3 separate regions of the Sus scrofa genome follow, and all the other regions are linked to region 1. The links are chromatin contacts, called in public HiChIP or PLAC-seq maps. All regions are on one chromosome and are shown on one strand. The core of a region is the stretch at or near the end of the contact, and the rest is flanking DNA. Distances in the headings are between cores, read along the strand shown. Region 1 holds the start of SAV1 (protein salvador homolog 1). Region 2 holds the start of NIN (ninein). Region 3 holds the start of LOC110259558.

Region 1 (3,180 bases), core at 370-2,869:
TGGGTAGGCGGCTAGATATCATCACACTCAAGAAGCTATTTGAGCTGGCAGACCACCTAACAGTTGGCCCAACGGGAGAAGCGTTTATCGGCCAAAGTTGATTGCAACCTTTGCCGAGATGACTCCCTACATTACCATTAAATCATTCATAGAGGATGGACTCTTCATGCTGCATTTCCCCCCGTGTTGAAAGTGAGATTACACGATTTGTTGACGCTGAGAAATACTTGATTGATCTACATGGCCAAGGAATATTTCCGTACATTAAGGCTCTTAGGCTTCTAGGGAACGAGATGTTAGCCCCTGTAAATTTTCCTAATCGTTGTAAAGTTAACACAAGGAAACAAAAAGCTGATTCACTTTCAGTGATTATAAATCAACAAAGGAACAACTGTCCAGGATTTCTGAATATGAGATAGATGCAACACTTGCAAAGCCTCCAACCAAGCGTCCAACGCTAGACACCAATGATGCTGAAGGGTTACGGCTTGTTTTTGAGCTACAGAGCAGGACATAAATCTGGCCATGTACGTTTCAGAGGCTCAACCAAACGACATCAATCAGGCAACTCAGCAACACTTGGGCAAGAACAAGGGAACAGCAACAACTACAACATTTAGAGAAAAAAAAAAGTAACTTTCTGGGAACTGCCAGTGTTGGTATACCTTCAATGGTAAGCCTCACTTCCCAAGTGCCAAGGCCATACTGACTCCTGTGTTCCTAGCTGATTTTTTTTTTTTTTTTTGAAACCTTGAAGGAATATATTCCTGACTGGTTTAATGTTCTTCATTACATCAAGCTACAAAACTAAGAAAATCATTTTCTCTGGAGCACCTTCCCAGAGTTATCTGAGAAGCTGTCTTCTGGGTTTATAGTTCTCAGTTTGGCTCAAAGAAAACTATTCTCTACTCGTATTGTAGAATAATTGTTATTTCCATGACAACTCTAAGAAGAAATAATGTGGCTAGGAAGTAAGGACAGTCATAATTAAATTATGCTAACATCAAAATTGTCTTAAATAGGAAACAGTAGAAATCACATTTGGCTTTTTCCTCCGTTTTCTCATCAGAAAGATGCACTCCCTGGCACTCAGGAGACAGATTCATATCTGTTTAATTAGTGTTGGACGGCCTAATGCTTTCGCAAAATCAGGGATCTAGATTATTTTTTGGTGCGGCGCTAAGCTAAGGGTGGTGTCCCTTCAACTCTACTGGCGTTCTGTGTGAACACGGACCTGAATTCACCAGCCCAAAAAACTCTAAGAGGGGCGTCCTCTGCCGTGGAGGAGGACAGGAATGCGGCTGTCCCGCGCCACCCGCTCCCTCAGGGTCCGGGAAGAAAAATCTGTGGGTAAAAAGGGGCTCCGTTGCAGGAGCGCGCCACGGCCTCCGGCGCTCAGTCTGGCAGGCTTTGTCCTCAGACCTCTAGTGCCCGAGGTACCCGCTTCTCGCCGAGGGGGAAGTGAAGGTGGCTGCAGCTACAGGGCCGGCCCGCTAGCGGAGAGTTCGGCCAGCGGTTCTGTAGCGCCACCGCTCCCAGGAGCTGGAGTGGGGGTAGGGCAGCGGCGCTCGCGCCGCGTCGAGTTTCCCAGAATTCCCAGCGGCCGCGGGGAAAGTTTACAGGACGTAGGCGGCGGCGGCGGCGGCGGCGGCAGCAGCCGTAGCGGTTACTAGGCGGCCCGCGGCGGACCATGGCCCTGGCCGGGCGTCCCTGGCCTCTCCTCTCGGAGTACTCGGGCAGCGTCGGGGAGCGGGCAGACTTCCGGGAAGGAACTGAGAAGCGACTGAGCGGCGGTCGGCGCGCGTAGCGCCCCGAACATGCGGCAGTACCTGTGGGCGACCCGGGGCTGCAGAGAGGAGGAGGAGGAGGAGGAGGAGGCGGAGGCGACGGCGGCTGCTCCGGAGGGAAGGAGGCGGCGGCGCCGACGGAGGTGGCGGCGGGGAATCCCGGCGCCGGGCGCGGAGCCTTAGGGAGGCTTCTTGGCGTGGCCTGAGGCCTTGTGGACAAGGATGCTGTCCCGAAAGAAAACCAAAAATGAAGTGTCCAAGCCGGCCGAGGTGCAGGGGAAGTACGTGAAGAAGGAGACGTCGCCTCTGCTGCGGAGTGAGTGTCGGGCGGGGCGCGCCCACACCTGGCCGGGGTGCCCACGGGGACCCGGGCAGAGTGCCTGCCGCCTCTCTCCGCGGCTTCTTTTCCTCCTTGGTATCTGTGAAATACTCGTTTTTAAAATTTTCTTGTGCTTAAAGTGGTGTTGGTTGTATGAAAGCTGATGAAGAGTAAGAAACTTATATTCGTCCACCTCCGACCCCCTCCCCCCCAAATAACCACAGACTTCTCTGTCTACTTTCGTCAGTGTTGTTGGTTTTGATTAACTGGAAGAAAGAGGCTCTTTGGGAAACACTTAAATTGCTTATCCCCTGGGCTTATAGGAATTAAAGTGATTAGACTGGGGCACACTTTTTCTTCTAGTTACGTCGAGATTTGCTGTATGTTTGCAAACATTGCGGATGTCACTAGCCCGTTCTGCAAATTGGGCGAACTCTCGGGTAGAATTCCTTAGCCCAGCTGTTGGGTGCAGACTTAAGGAGATGAAAGGTGATCATTGCTATTGTAGCCGCTACCTAAAGCCTCATCAATCGTAGATCTTAGCGAAGAGGAGCCAAAATATGTATTTGGCTGTGTTCGTGAGAATTGCTTCAAATACCAGCTCCCCCGCCGCCGAGAATCAAAAAGGCAAAGTACTCAAAATAATTTCATATTTTACAGGAAGTTACCAAAAACTTTTTTTTTTTTTAACTCTAATAGAATGCATTTTTCTCCCACCCTACCCTGGCACTTTTCTTCTCTTCACTTTAAGTATTTGATTCTAATTTTCCAGCTGAATCTATTGAATTTTTAATTTTCGTGTGTTCAGAACATCTGTGAGGTAAGGAGCTAATTTGTTGGTGCTCATTCTACAGGCTGAGCCCTTTGTGTAAGTTTTCTTCTGGGAGGCTCCTAACCTTGTGACTTAAGCATTACCTCATATTGTAATTGAGAAAGCTTTTCATAGAGATTCCTAGTAATACTTGCCCAAGATCACACAGAAAGGGGTGGAGAGCATGTTTTTCCGTTATAACCACATCAGACTTGCAGATTTATCCATGTGTTTGCAGTGCTTTCTTATAAAACAGAGCATAT
Region 2 (3,180 bases), core at 312-2,811, 190 kb before region 1:
AAATGGGGATCTAATCTCCCCACTGGAGACAAAGGTATAAGGTGAGCACAGGAAAGTGTGTGTGTTTGAGCCACACCTCAGAAATTATCTTGGAGTTCCCATCATGGCTCAGCAGAAACAAATCCAACTAGGAACTATGAGGCTGTGGATTGGATCCCTGGCCTTGCTCAGTGGGTTAAGGATCTGATGTTACTGTGGCTGTGGTGTAGGCCGGTATCTGTAGCTCCAATTTGACCCCTATCCTGGGAACCTCCATCTGCCGCAGGTGCAGCCCTAAAAAGTAAAAAAAAAAAAAAAAAAAGGAAAAAAAAAAAGCAAGAAAAAGAAAGAAATTATCTCACATCAGAGACTATGCAAACTTTCAATCATCCTGAACATAAGCTTTTTAATCAAAGCTATAAAATAAAATCTAATGCACATCGATGAATAAATCATGTGGTTTCTCTTGAAGGGGTATCATTAATAGGACTTACATCACTATGCTCATTACCACTTCCTCTAGGGATTAAATTTATCCTTTCAGGAAGGAGACAATGAATTGAAAAAAACAAGAGAGAGAAAGAGAAAGGACCGTATAATGATGTTTTCCAAAGTAAAAGACTTGTTGAACATTCACCTGGGTTTCATAGCTCTCACTAATAAGCCAGAACATTGCTTTAATTCTATACTGTTTATTGCCACGGGAGCCAACAGACTGGTAGAGGTTTTCTACACTTTTATTTGCCAAACAGAAAACTGTGTTGTGATGTTTAGATGAGACACACGGGGGCAGCAGTGAGCTGACCAGGAGATAGAAGAATGGTGACACTTTTGAAGCAGAAAGCTTGACTCTAGACATTGAGATGCTGGCCAAGCTCTATTTAAAATCATTTAAACCAAAGAGAAACATTTCTTCAACTCTAAAATTAAATTTTAGAAGAATTTACTGTTCTGGCATGTTTTCTGCTCTCCATGAGTGCTTAATATCCTTACTTCCTAAATGTTTTTTTCTATTGACAATTATTTTTTCAATCTATTTAAATCTTATTTATTTATCTATCTATCTATCTGTCTGTCTATCTGTCTATCTTTCTAGGGTCCCACCTGTGCCATAAGGAAGTTCCCAGGCTAGGGGTCTATCTGAGCTGCAGCTGTCGGCCTACACCACAGCCCCAGCAAAGCTGGATCCCAGCCGTGTCTGTGACCTACACCAGAGCTCACTGCAACGTAGGATTCTTAACCCAACTGAGCGAGGCCAGGGATTGAACCTTCGTCTTCGTGGATACTAGTCGGCTTGGTTAAGGCTGAGCCACAACGGGAGCTCCAGGAGTTTGATCATTTTAAAGCTGAGACACTTTTTCCTGACCAATCCAAGTTGAAGCCCGGGGCAGGGCAAGATATCCCAGCACCAGGGACAAAGGAAGCAAACCCGGGCAGCTAGCACCACTTTTGTGGGGAGCCCACTCTAACTCGGAGCTGACAACATTGTTAAGAGTAGCAAGCCAGTGCCTGGGGCTCTCTTTTTAAATGGGGGCGGAGGAGCGGTGGGGGGAGGACACAGCGGCACTTCCTCTTCCTCTTCCTCTCCAGAGACTATTCATTTCATTCCCGCCCATCTGAAAACTGAAGAACTCCGCAGACCCTCAGACCCGCAGACCCGTAGGGGGTTCGCTTTCACTGCAGGAAGAGATGCTGTAAACAGAGGTACACAGCCAATCCATCTTCACACCCGGAAATGAGACGGCAGTGAGACAGGCCTAGAAGCAAAGCTGGTGATTGCTGCGGTGGGTGTTCACTGAGGGCAGGCTGGTCCTCCCGAAGGTGGTGTAGGATCTGGAGGAGGGAGGCAGGGAGGGTCTGGGCTCTTCCCCACGTGGCCCCAGAACTGCCTGGCAAGGAGCCACTGGGCCAGACCCTCCCGCTCCGCACGACCGGAGGCCTTTGTCAAGCTGTGTGGCTGGGTATTATTTTCAGGCTCAGCCGGGGCTGCCCTCCTGCTCCTGGGCTTGCCCGTCGATGCGCAGCTGTTTCTTCTGCTTTCCAAAGCCCAAGCCTACAGGTGCTCTGCCTCCCTCTGCCTTTGGCCGTTACAAGTTATAAGAGTAATAGTAGCTTTAAAGAGAGGGGATTGGGGAGGTTGCCAGGGGCTTAGAGTCCTCCCCTGCCGCAGCCAGCCCTCTGTCCCTCTGTCCTTCATCCTCCCTTCACAGACCTCCAATCCGAGCATTTCTTTTTTCTTTCTTTCTTTTTTTTTTTTCTTAGGGGCACACCTGTGGTGTATGGAAGTTCCCAGGCTAGGAGTCGAATCAGAGCTACAGCTGCCTGGCAACACCACAGCTCACAGCAACACTGGATCCTATTGAGTGAGGCCAGGGATCCAGTCTGTATCCTCATGGATACTAGTTGGGTTAACTCACTGAGCCACAACAAGAACTCCCTGTCTGAGCATTTCTAAACCGAAGGATCCTGGCTCAGGAAAGGCAGTCTCATTTTCACTGGGCACTCACCTGCTGAGAAGCCAACCTGAAGAGTGGAGCCCAGACTCCAAAGCCTGCCCTCCCCTCTGCTCCCACCGTTCCTTGGATGTGTTCTATTTGAAATAGTTTCTTTTTCCATAATTATTATTATTTTTTAAACAGTGTGTTTATTGCAGTATTTCTATCTAGTGTTTCTCTGGAGAAATCTAGACTTATTTTATGATTGTGCTTTTCTGAGTGTGGTTGCAGCCCTATGAGATATGCCTGTAGGTCCCTGTGTGTATTTTGACATCTGCACCAAAGCAGAGGTTACCTGTGGGGAGTAGGACTGGGTCAGTTGATGCTGCTTTGCTTTTTTACTTTCTACCGCTCGGTTTTGTTTAATCTTTTCCCAGGAGATGAATTGTTTTGTAATGTTTAAAAAGAGAGGAATGAGGACAGCTCTAACTATAGTCAGGGCCACTGGCATGTTGGCCATGCCTTGAGCCAGGACCCCACACAGCAGGGTTTTCTCTTCTGTCCTTGCTCCTACTGTTGAAGATCCCTTTGTTCAGAGTGTTAAACAGCCCTGGTGTCTCTTGATACCCGTTTCCTGAGAGCAGGCTGAGGGCTTCCTTCCTCCGCCCAGCATCCTGCCCCTCCACACACCCACACCCACACTTCTTTTTTCCCTTTCTCTTTTCAGAAACTCGATGCTATCAGGCCCAAGAATTGGCCAGGAAAG
Region 3 (3,180 bases), core at 239-2,738, 160 kb before region 1:
TATTATAATAAATCAGGTGTCTCCTTCTTCAAGGGCAACACATTCAATCCCGCAGCCTAAAGAGAGAACAGTGGTGTCACCTCCGGCCCACCGCTGACACCTCTAGGCTTGGACTGGGATCCTGTCTGCATCCAGGTCAGGGGTGTAGGGATGAGGGGAGTGAGAAGCAGAGACTCGGGGAGCCAGAGGAGTAGGGATAGGAGGGAGGAGCCAGTAAATGCTGAGCAACGCCAAGGAGTTTCTGTCCTCTGTGGCTATTGACCGACCGAGGGTTGGATGTACCCGGGGAAGGCTGGATAGCGGGAGGGAGGGAGCCTAAAAGGACAGGTGGCAGGTAAGGAAGCCAGTCTAAACCTGGTAAGAGGGTCGCATTTGCTCCATAAGGTTCAGAGTCAAGTCCGGAGCTCTTCCACCTCCTGGACCCCTCTTCCAATGACCGCCAATGGACGCTCGAGGGCTGAGTAATCCAAGGCCTCCTGGGGGCAAGAGAGGCACCTGAATCTCCACCCTGAGGTTCCACGGGCTGGAGGTAGGGACCATTCCCCGACCCGGAGACGTCGCCAGCCAGGTGTTGTAGGCGCAGAGGGGTGTGTGCGCTCCCTTTGGAAGAAAGGAGAGGCTATTGGGCAGGGGGGTCGACCTCAGGGCGCTGACCTCCTCCGCCTGGGCTCCCGCGAGCCGCGGCGTTTTCAAATTCAAATCTCCCAGGCGACAGCCCCAGCGTCCCAGACAAAACGGGACCGGGCTCCGCGGTGCTCCGGCCACCCGAGTCGCAGAGGTGGTGGAGCGCGTGGGAGACGGACCCCTGCAAGTGTCAGGGCGGCGCCCGGCGCTCCTCCCTCAGCGGCCCCAGCTGCGCGGGCCGCGGAGGAGGAGCCGCGCCCTGGCCGGCGTCGCCCTAGCTCCTCCTCCCCGCGCGGGGCCTGGCCCTTCCTCCCCGGCGTCCAAAGCTTCGGGTGGCCGCAGCCGAGCGGGTAGCCGAGCGCGCTGGGCGCGGCTATCCCGCTGCCACCGCCGCCGCGTCCGAGCTCGAGTGCTCCCGCGGTCATGGTCCCCGCGGCGGCGCCGGCCGCCTGAGCCCCGGGACGCGGTAAGCGCAGAGCTCTCTCCCGGGGACCCCCGCCCCGCGGCCTGGGGGTGTGCAGAGGCCTCGGGCTGCCCCCGCGCTTCGGCGAGGCCCTGTGCTCCGGGGCGGCCCCGGCACCGTGACAGGCTGGGGTTTCCCCTCTGAGGCCAGGGCTCGGCGGTGGCTGTCCCCGCGGGCCGGGAGCAGGGGGTGGCGGCCGACTCGGTCCGGGGCGCTCCCGCGGGACGAGGCGGGGAGGGGGCGGCGTGGGCGGCGGAGGAGGGGCAGGTCAAGGAGCGCGGGCTGCGCGGGCGGGGGGCGAGCGGGCGGGCGTGGAGGATGCGCGCCGCAGCCTCCGGGAGCCGCGCTTTTGTGAGCGCTGGCTCCTTACATATGGAAATGACGCTCGTGCGGGTCCCCATTCGCGTCCTTTTGAAGGACGCCCGCCCGGAACCCCGGCGTCGGCTGCGAAGTATTGTCCCGCTCCCCGAGCCCTAACAAAGCGTCCTCCCCCGCTTTGCAGAGCACTGGAGGCAGGCGGCCGGCTGTGCGGACGCGACGGAGAGGCCGACAGAAGGTAGGCGAGGATGGCGGGGGCCGAGAGACCTGCTTCCTGGGGACCCAGTGAGGTTTCTGGGGGTGGTGAAGGGCAGGCGAGTCGGGGGCGCATCCGCTTCGCAGGCTGCCGGGGACCTGGGCGACGCGCCCCCGCACCGGCCGCACCTCACCTCCCGGGTCTGCAGCGCAGCGGGGTCTGGGCACCTTCGCTGCCTGCGTGGTCCCGGCCCGCAGCTGCCAGCTGAAAGCAGCTGCTGTGTGATGGTCGAGGAGCGGACTTGAGTCCGGGAGGGAGCAGAAGGGGCGGTTATTCGGTTGCCTTGTGCCACCCGGGCAGCCCTGTGGCTGAGAAACTGAAGTGAAACCTGTCTAGGGAACCCTGAGGTGTTAGCCTAGGCTGAGTAGCGGAGAGCTGATGGCCGTCAGTTAAGTGGGAATTATAGAAGGTGTGCGGAATCATTGCAGAGAGAAGGATTTCCCCAGTGCAATTACTAAGAAAAGGAGAAGAACGGAAAGACACTCCATTATTGCTTGAAAGCCTGGACCGCCAGACCCGCAGAATGGAAATATTGAGGGAGTAGCTTCTTGGGTTCCAGGGGCTGGGATTCTGCAGCTACCAAACCGGTCCTTGACAAAAGGACAGAGCTGATGGAAACAGTTTACTGCTCAGAGCTCTTTCTGTGAAGTTGAAAGAGAGGGAGCAATGGGAAGAGGCAATTTCCCAGCCTCAGCCCTGACAAACCAGGGCTAGGGTGCCAATAAAATGGGAACTGGAAAAATCGTCCTACCGTCAACCTTGTTTCTAGACAACTTAGCTATTATGAGATCTTCTGCTTTCTTTACTTAACTGGGACAGATCCCCTCCTGGTGTTGAATTCCTAAGACAGCCTTGCCATGCAACTTAACTCCTGAATTTGTGAAATCAAAATAGATTGCATGGTAGTCTTTTATGACAGATGTGGTAGCTTTTTACGATTAGAATCCTAATAAAGTTCACCAAGGTACACAGGCTAAGCCTCTGAAACCATGGATGATTTTCACTGTGGCTCCCTTAAATACATTAACATAAATTTATATCTGTTTACTTGTTTCCTGAGGCTTGACAGTCTGCAAGGATTTTTTTTTTTTTTCTGTGTCATGTTAATTTTATCTAGAGTCTTCCTTAGTAGCTAGTGTACTGACCTGAAATATTGAAAGGTCTTGCTGTGGAGTTGAAAGGGGCTGTGAAAATTCCCAGACTGTGTAACAGTTGCATTACAGGCTGGCTGATAAAACAATTTGTTAGGGTCTCCTCTGCTGTTGTCAGTGTACTTAAGGCGGTGAAGAGAACTGTGAAGTTTGTTTGCAGGTTTGTTTATTTTCATCTGGTCTCTGGTGATTCCTTGGAGAAACGCATTCTGACCGACAGTATAGATAAAGTGTAAGAGTTATGGATGTTCTAAATGGGTTAGACATCAGTAAAGATACTGCTAAGGCAGGAAAAGGCTTTCCAAAGGGCAACGGAAAGGCAGCCATCACAGGCACTGTCTTTGCATTAAAATGTCAAGGATCAGTCA

The links. HiChIP or PLAC-seq counts read pairs in DNA pulled down with a chosen protein or histone mark.
Region 2: an H3K27ac HiChIP or PLAC-seq map of alveolar macrophages shows a contact between it and region 1. The contact joins the promoter of NIN here to the promoter of SAV1 in region 1. A contact is called at or near these places in 2 of 5 promoter capture datasets (fetal liver and liver), 2 of 47 Hi-C or Micro-C datasets (embryonic fibroblasts and skeletal muscle) and 2 of 2 datasets of contacts at active chromatin or transcription factors (alveolar macrophages and skeletal muscle).
Region 3: a contact with region 1 is called in an H3K27ac HiChIP or PLAC-seq map of skeletal muscle. The contact joins the promoter of LOC110259558 here to the promoter of SAV1 in region 1. A contact is called at or near these places in 2 of 2 datasets of contacts at active chromatin or transcription factors (alveolar macrophages and skeletal muscle).

Annotation. Positions count from the first base shown.
Region 1 is chr1:180,432,897-180,436,076 of Sscrofa11.1, reverse strand. It overlaps SAV1 (protein salvador homolog 1), which reads left to right and starts at 1,619. Exons shown (of 5, transcript XM_001927720.7): 1 at 1,619-2,103. The coding sequence starts at 2,010.
Region 2 is chr1:180,620,356-180,623,535 of Sscrofa11.1, reverse strand. NIN (ninein) reads left to right here and starts at 1,561. Exons shown (of 34, transcript XR_002346861.1): 1 at 1,561-1,763; 2 at 3,142-3,180.
Region 3 is chr1:180,590,651-180,593,830 of Sscrofa11.1, reverse strand. LOC110259558 reads right to left here and starts at 1,488. Exons shown (of 3, transcript XM_021085051.1): 1 at 1,205-1,488; 2 at 655-1,131; 3 at 386-476. The coding sequence starts at 1,488. The coding sequence ends at 696. NIN (ninein) reads left to right here. Exons shown (of 34, transcript XR_002346861.1): 3 at 1,590-1,643.